Regions from separate parts of the Mus musculus genome. Here region 1 is linked to region 2. A link is a contact called in public promoter capture Hi-C data. All regions are on one chromosome and are shown on one strand. The core of a region is the stretch at or near the end of the contact, and the rest is flanking DNA. Distances in the headings are between cores, read along the strand shown. Region 1 holds the start of Zfp1 (zinc finger protein 1). Region 2 holds the start of Pdpr (pyruvate dehydrogenase phosphatase regulatory subunit).

Evidence for each region. Promoter capture Hi-C pulls out the DNA fragments that hold promoters and counts their contacts.
Region 1: a promoter capture Hi-C map of pre-B cells shows a contact between it and region 2, with 4 times the contacts expected there. The contact joins the promoter of Zfp1 here to the promoter of Pdpr in region 2.

What each region holds. Positions count from the first base shown.
Region 1 is chr8:111,641,127-111,648,089 of GRCm38.p6, reverse strand. Zfp1 (zinc finger protein 1) reads right to left here and starts at 4,647. Exons shown (of 4, transcript NM_001037665.2): 1 at 4,478-4,647.
Region 2 is chr8:111,093,083-111,099,435 of GRCm38.p6, reverse strand. It overlaps Pdpr (pyruvate dehydrogenase phosphatase regulatory subunit), which reads right to left and starts at 4,691. Exons shown (of 18, transcript NM_198308.1): 1 at 4,610-4,691.

The sequences.
Region 1 (6,963 bases), core at 3,398-5,897, 550 kb before region 2:
AAAGACCTCAGAACCACCTGGTCCAGTTTGTCTTGCTTAAGGGTGAAGATCAAAGCTTAAGCCTGACAGCCCCCCAAAGATAAAGGCACACCGCTGGCTAAGCAACAGAAGATTAACACAGCATTACACCTAGCTATGACACTCCTGACCTCACCCTAAAAACCTGCCAATCTTAAATTATGCTACCTTTCTCCCCGCTTGGGACAGAAAAGGCAGAGCCGGGCGTGGTGGCGCACGCCTTTAATCCCAGCACTTGGGAAGCAGAGGCAGGCAGATTTCTGAGTTCGAGGCCAGCCTGGTCTACAAAGTGAGTTCCAGGACAGCCAGGACTACACAGAGAAACCCTGTCTCAAAAAACCAAAAAACCAAAAAAAAAAAAAAAAAAAAAAAAGAAAAGAAAAGAAAAGAAAAGAAAGAAAAGGCAGAATGTGGAAGGGGGAGCCGAGAAGACCATGGCACAGGGAATGCCATGCGACCACTGACCTCTCGGCCCCTGGAGCACGTCTATCTCTCCTGCCCTAATGGACTTCTGCAACTTGAGCAAGTGTTTACCAAGTGTGGGTCTTTGCTGCTACACGCCCATGTATAGCCTTGGAAAGAAGGGTTACTAATGGCCAAAAGCTCCCCCATGAAACCAAGGGTCTGACATTATTGTGCCAGAAGCACTGATGCTATTACTCACTTGTAACATCACTAAAAACACCAGCAAGGGAAATAAATACCTGGGCAGAGACGGCCACCAAGTGGGCAACCTGGATAGCTGAGCTAGATAAGATCTCAAAAATATTGCCTGTCATGATAGACCAGGCTTTGAAGCAAGATCCCTACTTCCCACCATAACTCTGATCAAAACAAGCGGCTCTTAAAAGATAAAATACAAATGGCCAGTAGAAAAATGTTCAACCTCACATCATGGATACACAAATCAAAACTACACTGAGACTCCATTGCACCCTAGTGAGAATGGCAGTCATTAAAAACAAATAAATAAAACCAAGAAATATTGGCAAGAATGTAGACAGATGGATCTACCCCCTGCCAGTGGGAATGTACCAGTCCAGCTGTGGGAGTCAGTCTAGAGGTTTCTCCAGAGACTAATGATTCTTCTTCCACGTGATTCAGCTACACCAGTCCTAGATTCTTCACCTAAAGATCCCCATATCACAGACACCTGCACAGCAATAGTTTTCAGTTTGTTTGTTTTTTCAGCATTACTCAATACAGCTAAGGTATGGAACCAACACAGGCATGTAACACCAGAGGAATGGATAAAGAAACATGGCACACATAACGGCTTTTTTTTTTTTTTTTTTTTTTTTTTTTTTGGTTTTTCGAGATAGGGTTTCTCTGTGTAGCCCTGGCTGTCCTGGAATTCACTCTGTAGACCAGGCTGGCCTCGAACTCAGAAATCTGCCTGCCTCTGCCTCCCGAGTGCTGGGATTAAAGGCGGGTGCCTCCATGCCGGGCACATAACGGAATTCTTAATTCTTCATGTGCATGTGGAGGTCATGGAACTTTCAGGAGTAGGTCCTCCAGTTCTCTCCTCCTACTGTACGGATGGGTTCCAGGGCTCAAACTCAGAGTTTTTGTATTGGCTGGAAGAGTCCTTACCCACTGAGCCTTCTCACTAACTCCACAATGGATTTTTTTTCAGCTATAAAGAAGAATGAAGTAGGCCAGACAGCGGTGGCGCACTCCTTTAATCCCAGCACTTGGGAGGCAGAGGCAGGCGGATTTCTGAGTTCCAGGCCAGCCTAGTCTACAAAGTGAGTTCCAGGACAACCAGGAGTACACAGAGAAACCCCGTCTCAAAAAAACCAAAAAGAAAAAGAAAAAGAAAAAGAAGTTATGTCATTTGCAGGAAAAGGGATGCAACTGGTTATCGTCAATTAAACAAATTACTCTAAAAAAACCAAAAACATGCTTTCTGATTTGTGGTTCCTAGATTTATAGATGCCTAAAATCATGTATAGAAATGAAACTAGGAAGACAAAGGGACTAGCAGGGGCTAGCAGGGGCTAGCAGGGGAGGATTAGGCAGAGGCGACGGTATAATATGTATTACTGAGTCTGGCAGGGCTGCGTAAGGGGCGGCGTGACAGAGTTCCTGCCCAGGAGCATTACCTGGTTGTGGATACCATGTGCTGATGGTTGCGGTTGCCCTGAAGCTGATCTGCTGTCTTTATTTTACTTTCAATTTCTCTTTCTGGTGAATACGCCTCCCCCATTACTCAGAACTAATCACTTCTTAACAGATGAAACAGAAGCGGTTCACAGGAATGGGGGTGGTCATGGGGCTGCAGGGGACTAGGGACAAACAGGCCTTAAGGCCATGGAAAGATCTAGACAACATAACTACAAAGGCCAGAAAAACCTAGATGGTCCTTACTAAAAAGCACTCATTATGTGACTTATCTTTAAACTTGGAATTGTATGAGGAGATACGTGTACCCTGATCCAATGCCTGCTGCATTAGTTAGCCAGGGTGACCTTGGGGACATCAACGATAGAGAGTTAAAGTGGTCTCAAGAAAAAAAGGCATGGATAGGAAAAGAAGAAGTATTCTGGGGGCTGGAGAGATGGCTCAGTGGTTAAGAGCACTGACTGCTCTTCCGAAGGTCCTGAGTTCAAATCCCAGCAACCACATGGTGGCTCACAACCATCTGTAATGAAATCTGACTCCCTCATTAAGACAGCTACAGTGTACTTTCATATAATAAATAAATAAATCTTTTAAAAAAAAAGGAATCTGTAAAAAAACAAGCAAATGACAGGTGGGCTTATCTTATAGGAGGAAAACGTGTGTATGATGCAGAAACAGATAGTATTAGAAGGAGAGTGTAGTTTAACGGGAAAGTACAGCAGGCTAGTGAACTAACGTTTATGGAGAGATTGTCAATCTTGGACCTGAGGCTATGGAATTGTTAAGATATGGAAACAAAGATTAGAGAATTAAAAGATGATATGCATATAAAAAGTTAGTCCTTCATTCTCCTTGCTACTGGAGGGACTGGAGAGATCAATGCCTAGAGAGAGATCAGACAGAGCCACCTGCTTTACTTGCGAAAATGTTAAAACTTTGTAAAGATTTATTTAATATATGTAAGTACACTGTCACTGTCTTCAGACACACCAGAAGAAGGCATCAGATCCCACTACAGACGGTTGTGAGCCACCATGTGGTTGTTGGGATTTGAACTCAGGACCTTCAGAAGAGCAGTCAGTGCTTTTACCCCACTGAGCCATCTCTCCAGCCCAGTAAGAGATTTTTTTTTTTTTTTTTTTTTTTTTTTTTTTTTTTTTTTTTTTTTTTGGAGACAGTGTTTCTCTGTGTAGCCCTGGCTGTCCTGGAACTCACTTTGTAGAAATCCGCCTGCCTCTGCCTCCCAAGTGCTGGGATTAAAGGCGTGCGCCACCATGCCCGGCAAGAAATCATTTTAACCTCAGTAGTCTGTCACTTTTCTGTTCTTATAGCCACTTTAATGACTGTCTGCTGTGCCAGGAAACCGCAAAAGCTATGCCCAGCTGCCGTGAAGAACAGACTGTGTTCAAACAATAAGAAACCACAAGAACTGTGCCCTGCTGCCCGTGAAGAGAACACTGTGTTTAAGAGATAAGGAAATGTACTTTTGCTTAGCTTTCATTTCAAAGAAACGGGGGTTGGAGGTTCGGGATTACTGGAATTTATGTAACCATGGATTTTTTTTTTTAGAAAATGATTAACAGCGGTAAAAAGATTTAATGAATAAATCTTTAGTAAATAAAAGACTGGGTTCAGTTTCTGACAAGAGAACACATGAACTGACAGCTTGTATCCACTACTGACTCATATATTATTCAGTCAGCACCACTCCCACTCACCCCTTTCTCAGGACCATCCTCACCTCAAGCTGAGGCTGGACCTCGGCAACATACTTATATGAAAACTTTTACCCAAGCTAAACAGAAAAGTCAATATTAGAAAAAAAGAAAAGCCAATGTTAGGAAAAAAAAAAAGAAAAAGAAAAATCTGTTATACTGACGCTCAAACCGGAAGTAACGGGATAGACGTGATAATTCCGTGACAATATAACTGGAAACACCAGACACCAGGAACAAGGAGGTTCCAGGAGCCCGCAAAGCCACCGTGGGGGCGTGGCTAGCACCGTGAGCCCCGCCCCCACACCCTCGTGGAGGGTCAAGCGCGCGCCCGCCCGCCAGGCTTCCAGACTCGCCCCCGCGCGGCCTGAGCCCCGCGACGGCCAGCAGTGGCGCGTCTCCCCCCAAAGGGAGGCTGAGCCCGGGAGCTGCCCGTCCTCCTCCGACCCCACACACGCCGACCGCGAACAGCCCATAGGGACCGACTCTCAGAAGAGCTCGAGGCCCGACCCTACGCCCAGGGGTCGCCGCGGCCCGCAAGGCGTCGAAGTTGAGACTCCCACTCCGGCGCAGACGCGACCTTCCTCCCGGGCCCGCGCATCCCGGCCTTGCAGACATACCTGGAGGGGTCTAGCCTCCACTCGCGGTTCCGGGTCACGAGGCTCGCGGAGAAGGGGGCTCTTGTCACCCACTCGCGACTGCAGGTGGGGGAAGGGCGAGCGCTAGCGCTTTTGCGCAAGCGTGCACCTTGTGGAGCGAGCGGCCGTTCCCAGAGTCCTCGGAGCTGTGACGCTGAGGTGTAGGACTACAATTCCCATAATGCCTCTGAGCCGCGCTGCTAGGAACTCTGGGAAACGTACGCATTATTAGTTGGGTAGGGACCGTTTTTTCCAAGTTAACAGTCTGGTTTGTGTTACGGTCCCTTTCATCTTCCTGTGCTGTTAAAAACCCGGATTTGGAGTAACTGATTAAAACTTTCAACAACAAAATATGTGCGTTAAAGCAAATCTCAACCGCACTGGAAGCACACACCTTTCTGGGTGTGGTAGTGCACGCCTTTAATTCAAGCTAGTGAGAAGTAGAAGCAAGCAGAGATCCCTGGGAGTTGGAAGACTTAGAAAGTCTCAGTCCAGTCAAGGCTACAAAGTGAGATCCCCGTGTTACACCCACCCAGACACACACATTACCACTACCACCATTTTCCTTAACCTCTCGGCTCTACAGTTACTTTTGGAAGCACTGGCACAAATAACCCCATGTTTGTTGGTTTGAGACAGGGTCTTGTCAAGCCTAGGCTGGCTTCAAACTAATGATCTTCCTGTTTCAGCTCCCTGCTTACTGGGTTCTGGAGAGGGGAGGAAGCTAAGTAAACTCACTTCAGATACAAAAGCTTCAAAATGAAAGCTTCATTTTCTGTATGGGGCAGCCAGTTCTGGATCTGAACCTCGTCCCCCAAGGGAGACTGCACTGCAGGATGGGAACACAAAGGGGGGCGGGGAGGGGCTGTTGCAGTGACTAATCATATTTTGACACAAGGAGTTAAGGAAGTTTAACATTGGTGGTTGTGCCTTATCCTGGTTTCAATGTCCTGAGTCAGCTTTTGCAGTCAAGTCCCCTCCTGGACTCTGACCTGGCATTTAGAATGATAAGGGAACTGCACGTAGTCCGTTAAATCACGACAGGAAATAAATACACTTACTATTTGCATGCCTTAGTTAGATAATGGGATAATGGCAAAACCCCCTTTTTATATCCATTACTGGTTAACACACAGACATGAAACACCTGAAGAAGCAGGATAGGAGTTGATTCTGGGATCTGGGAACATGAACTCAGTTTTGGCCCTGCCAGCAAGATGGAACTTGTTTCTGAGATGGTTAGACTCATGAAATGTCTCCTAACAGGCGAACGGTACCATGCTCAGTATGATTTTATTTCTGTTTTGACCGTGATTATGAACACTGCATAGCTGCATGCATATGGTGCACATCCATACATATAATAGTCAAAACACTCATGCACATAAAATCGTAAAAATTTGTTGTTGATGATAATTTTAACTTTGCATAAAATATACACAAAACTATTTCTGAGGCATGGGGGGGTCAGGAAGGAAAGGAACGGGGATAGAATTGATCCCAGTGCTCAGAAGTAGAGCAGCAGGAGTAGGTGAAGGCTGATCTGGGCTATGGGAGACTGCCCCTCACATAGAGGGGGAGTAATCTCTAATCTCTCTAATCTCAGCACTTGGGAGACTGAGGCAGGGTCACTGCTATGAGTGTGATACCAACCTGGGCTGCTACACAGTGAGTTCTAGGCTAGCCTGGGATAGAGAGTTGAAGACCAATCTCAAAACTAGAGCTGGAGCCTGCTGTGGTGTGCTCAATTTTAATCCCAGCACTCAGGAGGCAGACACCATTGAATCTCTGTGAATTTGATGCCGTCTTAGATTGCATAGTGAGTTCCAGTACAGCCAGGGCCATGTAGATTCTTCTTAAAAAAAAAAAAAAAAAAAAAGCACCACCACCAGCAAAAGCAGGGCTGGAAGGTGGTTCAGAGGATGACGGTGCTTGCCAACAAGCCTGACGCCTTGAGTAGCAGCCCTGATCCTCCACATGGTGGAAGAAGAGAACCATTTCCCACAAGTGATCCTCTAACTTCCACATGCACACTGGCACATTTGTGAGTGCACACATGCCATATTGTCATCTGTATTTGTTTTTTTGTTTTTTGTTTTTTTGTTTTTTGTATTTGTAAAACATGGGAAACTATCTAGATCGTTCGATGATTGTGAATCAAACTGTAATTATATACAAACAGAACTGGAAGAGATGCTGAAAAGGATCTGTGCTCAGAGGATGGAGGTGTCTAATTCACCAAGAAATGAAAAAGGCAGGAGTTACATGAGAGTCTCTCAATGTGGCCCTAGTTAGCCTGGGGCTGCAGCTCAATAGAAGAACATTTGCTATCTTGTAAAGACCTTGGGCTTGATTCCCAGCACACACACACCCACATCTACACTAAAATAGAATGTGTCCCTATTTTTGTAAAAAACTATGCATATTTTGAGATGAAACTCAAAGATACAAAAAGAGTTTGTTCTCTC
Region 2 (6,353 bases), core at 3,442-5,941:
GGACAACCAGAGCTATACAGAGAAACCCTGTCTCAGAAAAAAAAAAAAAAAAAAAAAAAAAAAAAAAGCAGGATTTTGGCAAAAATCTAACAGGAATACTGTCAAGTCTCAAGAAACTAAAGGCTGACCTACTGGCAGACTACGCCAGCATTAAAGAGATTAAGACACAGGGTGGCAGATATGTGGGAATCAGGGCAATAAAGCTGCCGCCACCTCCACCACCAGCATCTGGACTTAGACTCCCCATTGGTCTATGTCCTCTAAGCCCAAAGACACACACACACACACACTATCAGAGAGGACTCTCAGAACTGCAATCTTTTTTTAAAAAAAGATATATTGCACACATACATATATTCTGTCTGCATGTATATCTGTGTGCCATATGTATGTGTGGTCCCTGAGGAGGTCAGGATAGGGTGTCAGATCCACTAGGACTGGAGTTACAAATGGTTGTGAGCCACCCTATGGGTGCTGAGAATCAAAGCACGGCCCTCTAAGAACAGCTAATACTCTTAACTGGCCATCTCTCTTAGTGCTCAGAACTACAATCTTGGCAGACAGGGTGTAGAGAGAAATCTCATGCAAGTGGAAATCAGTTATTATTTCTGCTTCCTATGAGGTTCTATCTGAAGGGTGTCAGTCTGGTCTAGCAACACACAACTAAGACCCAGCACTTGGGAAGCTAAAGCAGGATTCTGAATTGCAGAACAACCTGGGATCCATATAACCATGTCTCAAAACAATCCAAGACCAAAAACAAAAAACAAAAACAAAGATACAAACTTCTCTACATGAGCAGTTTTCTGAAGTCTCATCTTCATAAAACTTTCTATTGCCCAACCTCACCTTAAATTCTCCACAAGGCCCTCTAGGCTACATTTCTAAGTTAAATACACACCCCTTTACTAACATTCTCTCCACCTGCAATGGAAACACAACTCTCAACTGGAGAATTATCTTACCTGTTCTACTGTCTGGCCATCTTATTCCATTATCAACCATTGCCACTTGGTCATGCTTGTGAAAGACCCTTGGGCTGGATGGTTTTATATCAACTTGACACAAGCCAGAGTCTATGGGAAGGGGGAACCTCAACTGAGAAAACGTCCCATCAGATTAACCTGTGAGCAAGTCTATGATGTATTTATTGGGATTCAGATCTGGAACAAACAGCTGAGGGGAATATTTAACCCTCGTAGCATCCCTCAGTCCCTACCTGGCATAGCCTGTCTTCTATCTTAACTGCCCAACCCAGAGGCTGGGATTCCCCTTCCCCAGAGGCTCTTTCCTATATAAGCCAATCATTCTGGTCTCTTCCCTCTTCTCCCCGCCCCGCTATACATTCTCATATTCATTCTCCCCACCTCCACCCCTCAAACAAGTCAGGCTTAACTCTCTCTTCTATGCCCTGGACCTGTGGGCACTGTCTCTCTAGCTGGCAAAGTTCCTGCCACTTGTCTACTGAGCAAAGCTACCTCCTCAGAACACGGCCTATTCTATACCAATCTGACAGTGTAGCCTTTGAGTAAAGGAGTCTTCTGTTTTCTCCCAGGATATTCTACTTCTCCCAGAACTTTTCCTCTTCTCCAATTATCTGTAAGGCATTTGAGTGAAGTAGTAATTCAGCAACCCACTGGGGGAATCCAAGATCTACAAACACAAGATATCAAGTCTCCTTACATCTCATTACCTGTACAACTCTGACCACATTTTGGTGTGCCAGGTTCTATCTGTTAACATCGGTTAGAAATATCTATCTCACATGGTTGTGGAAAGCCTAAATCAAACAATACAATACAAGGGGGGGGGTATGGGGGACCTTTGGGATAGCATTGAAAATGTAAACAAGGAAAATACCTAATAAAAAAAAAGTAAATTAAAAAAACAAAAAAACCAATACAATACAAAAGGGTAACTGATGTCAAAGCCAAGCTCAGAAGCTGGGGGTAGGGTGGGGTGAAGGAGAGAGATGATGGAAGAGTGGAGACAGGGAGAGAGAAAAAGACTATCATTCCCTCATTAATGAGAACTCCTAGGCCAGTAGACAACTGTATCCCAACAGTGAGAAGGTAGAGTTAGAAGAGCAGGAATTCAAGATCATCCTAAACTGTGTAGCAAGTGTAGGCTAATGCCGGGAGCACTCGGGAGGCAGAGGCAGGTGGATTTCTGAGTTAGAGGCCAGCCTGGTCTACAAAGTGAGTTCCAGGACAGCCAGGTCTATACCGAGAATCCCTGTCTCAGAAAACAAACAAACAAAAACAAAAAACCCCAAAAAGTTTAGGCTAAATGAGACCCTATCTCAATAAACATACATAGGGCTGAGGAAGGTGGCTCAGTGGTTAAAGCAGCAGCTGTGCAAGGATGAGGTCCTGAATTTGGGTCTCTGTTAGTGGTTACAGTGTGCAAGATACTTCCTAAGTATCAACTAATCTAAGCACAACCCTATAGGGTGGACATAATTTCTGTTCTGTACTTTAGGAAACTTATGTATAAAGTATATTATGTAAAATTATTATTCTATAATCAAAGACAAAACTGCAAATCTAGCATCAGAGCCACTTATCATAATACTACTACTGCTTTCTTTTTTCCCTTTCTCTCTTTCTTCCTTTCTTTCTAGACAGGGTGTCACTTTGTAGCAAATGGCCTAGAACTTGCTATGTAGACCAAGGTTGCTTAGACTTCATAGAAATCCACCTGTCTCTGCCTCCCCCAGTGCTGGGATTAAAAGCATGGGCTTCAAAGAAATCCAGGTAAGCAAAGGCCAAACAGCTGTAAAGCAGTACCAGAAGCTCTTTCCCTACCTAGAAAAGAGAATAGCAACAGGAAAGAAACATAACAGAGAATTCCTCCCTGAGAAACCCTACCATGCCCAGTCCTTTGTCACTGTTTGCTCAATAAACTTATGATCTCTCGGCAAGACAGGAAGAAAAGGACAAACAGGAGATTCAGGAAAGAACAAAGCACGTTTAATGCCCAGTCTGATAAGGCCAAGAAAAGAATGTTGACTCTGTGATCATCATGACCTTCAAGAGTGAAGAGATGAGGGCAGAAAAGACTGAAGTATACCAGGAAGGGAGGGCTAGAGAGATGTCTCAGTGGTTAAGAACGTTACTGTTCTTGCACAGGGCCTGGGTTTGATTCCCAACTCCCACAAGGAGGTAACAATCTTTAACTTCAGTTCCAGTGAATCCAATGCCTTGACTTTTGTGGACATCAAGCGTGGACATGGTGCACAAACGTACACATAGGCAAAACACTCATAAAATAAAATGTGATGAAGGGGTCTGGCAGTAAAAGCAAGCAAGTTTCACAGGAAAAGGAGGTAGAGCCAGGAAAACAGACACTGAAGACTGCAAACTCATTCAAAGGAAAGGTCAGGAAGTTTTGCATTTTCTTGAAATTCGTGAAAATTAACGGTATCTCTACTAGTAAGAGTAACTTCTAAACAGCCTTAAGACCCAGACTGATTGTGCTCGGATCCTACACCAACAAGCTCAATCCTGGAGCAGTGCTCACACCTGAAATTCCCACCACACTGGATACTGAAACAGGAGAAATGCCCAGGTTCCAGGTGAGCTGGGGCCACAGAGCAAGACTCTGTCTTTAAAAGGCAGTCACAGGGACAGTTCTAACAACTCCTGAATGCTTCCTCTGGTAACAGCATGAGCCACAGGTCACAAAGAATGAAGGCTGAATGTACATTGACGCATCTCCCACACATAACTCGGAGGAATCACCAGGGCAAGTTTACAAGCAACAGAATGACCCTCTGAACAGTTTGATCATGCAAGTTCAGGATGCTGTAATTTTCAACAAATGCACCGTTGGCTGAGAGAATTTAAGAAAAATTATACACGTCCCTGACGCCAAAAAGAGGACCCTTGGGCCGGACGTGGTGGCGCACGCCTTTAATCCCAGCACTTGGGAGGCAGAGGCAGGTGGATTTCTGAGTTCGAGGCCAGCTTGGTCTACACAGTGAGTTCCAGGACAGCCAGGGCTATACAGAGAAACCCTGTCTCGAAAAACCAAAAAAAAAAAAAAAAAAAAAAAAAAGAGGATCCTTAAAGGACGTCTTTATAACTAGACCCTCTACCACATCATCATCCCTACAAATCAAGATTGCATAAATGTTCGAAGTAGGCTTGGAGACCGTGGACTCGCACCTCGGGATCACACACAACTGTCACCCCAAGTCACCCACTGGAAACCCCACGGCCCTGACTAGGTCTCTGACAGGAGTCGGTGAAGCACAGCCGAGCCGCACATTACAAGGTGGGAAACCATTCCACCTGCAGAGACGCGGGGCCACCTCTGGCCGTGACAGCAGTGCGCGCGCGCCCGCCCGAGCCGCAGCCCGCCCCGAGGCCCGGTCCGCCGCCCTGGGAGAGCCGGCGCGCAGTCCCGGGACGGCGGGCGCGGCTCCCCGAGGCCCGCGCAGCTCCACTGGCTCAATCCCGGCGCCCGACCGGTGGCACCGCCTCAGAGACCCGGAGGGACGGCCGGGAGCCGGAGCCCAAAGCTCGGACGCCAGGGGCGTGCGGGGCGCAAGAGTTCGCGGGACCAGAAGGCCGCCCGGACCCGCGGGTCCTAGCCGGCTTCCTACCTCACGGGCCCGCGACTCGCGGGCAGCGCGCTCAGCAACGCCCGGCGGAAGTGAAGGGCAGCCCAGCCGCTGAAGAGGGTCTGCGCCGGCCGGAAAGGGGGCCAGGGCATGGGGACGGGGCGGGACGCGGAGCGCAGAGTTCCGGGACCGCGGGGGGCCTGCGACCTTCCGCGCTTTACGGCCCGCGGCAAGGGTAAGGCGGGCGCGCGCGCCGACGCGCCGTGACGTCACCGCGGCGGACCGGCCCGCACGTGCGCTTGTTTGGGTCTCGCCAGGCCCCGCCCCTCCCGCGCCACCTCCGCCTCCGCCTCCGCCTCCGCCTGGTTGACGACGAGTGTGCGGGGACCTGCCAACGTCCTCCGTCCCCGCTCCGGGTCTCCCGCCGGCCTCGGTGTGTGGGCAGTTCGGGTGATCGTCTGCCGCCAGGCCTGAGCTCCGATCCTGCGCGAGGGGTCCGCAGCCCAGAACCACATCTCTCTGCCCGTGGTCACCGTTGTCCGTCCCTGCACGTCGCTTAAGGCCTTTCAGTGCTTGGCTTGGGCAGAAGTTGTACTGTGGGCCTGGCCGCACCTTGGAGGCCGAATCAGCTGACCTTATTTCCCATCTTACTCCTTGCGGCTGCCCAGAGGGAAAGCATTGTTCACTGGAGCCTCAGAAACATCTTCTGCCTTCCATCCCCCCACCCCCGCCCCCAACTCTCAGCCACATCCCCTAGTTTCTTTCACAGCACTCGTTACTAGATTAAATATATGTGTCTCTACACTGGTGTAGACGTGGCCCTCAGATATCTTGAGGACCTAACCTTACTCAGGTGCAGCTTCTCAACACCTTCACCCCGCGCCTGGCGCACACCATCCAATCATCCTTCGCACAAGCAGCAAGCGAAATGGTGTGCTTTAGTTTAGCCTATCTTGTCTTATGAGCTAGTCTTGAACATTATTGCTAGGCTGTGTACCTTGGTGCTGTCTTGAGCGCTCTGACTAGGAACAAGAAGGCTTCAAGAATCTCCTTTTCATGATGTCATTCATTCCCCAGCTTGCTTAGTTTATACCCAACTCACTAGCCATGAATTTCTCCAAGACTGCCCAGATGAGAACTGACAGTAAGACTCAACTCTACCCGGTTCCTTTTTTTTTTTTTTTTTTTTAGTTTATTTGTTTTATTTAAGTTTATTTGTAGCTGGGCAGTGGTGGCACACGCCATTAAACCCAGCACTTGAAAGGCAAAGGAAGATGGATTTCTGAGTTCGAGGCCAGCCTATTCTACAGAGTGAGTTCCAGGACAGCCAGGGCCACACAGAGAAACCCTGTCTCAAAAAAACAAAACAAAAACAACCAAAAAAAAGTCTATTTGTTTTATTTATTTATTTATTTATTTATGTGTATGTTTTTATAGGCAAAGTCTCAGTCTAGGCTGGATTCAAATAGGTACAGAGGATGACTTAGCTCCTGGTCCTCCTGCCTCCACCTCCCAAGTGGCTTGCTTCACCACACATTCAGTTGCCCTTGTTCTCCTGAAACATTAAGCTCAAGACATTTGGAAGCCCCTAGTAGATGAATCCTTTCACATTTTTGGTTAAGTTTTTAATGATACCTATCCCCAAAAAATGAAAATGAAAAGACACTGACCAATCAAAAATATTTGGGGATAGGTTTTTTTAATTTGTCAGGGAACCAAAGGTTTTTGGGTTTGTTTTTTGTTGTTTGTTTGTTGTTTTTCCTGAGCCATCTGCCTACTTACAATT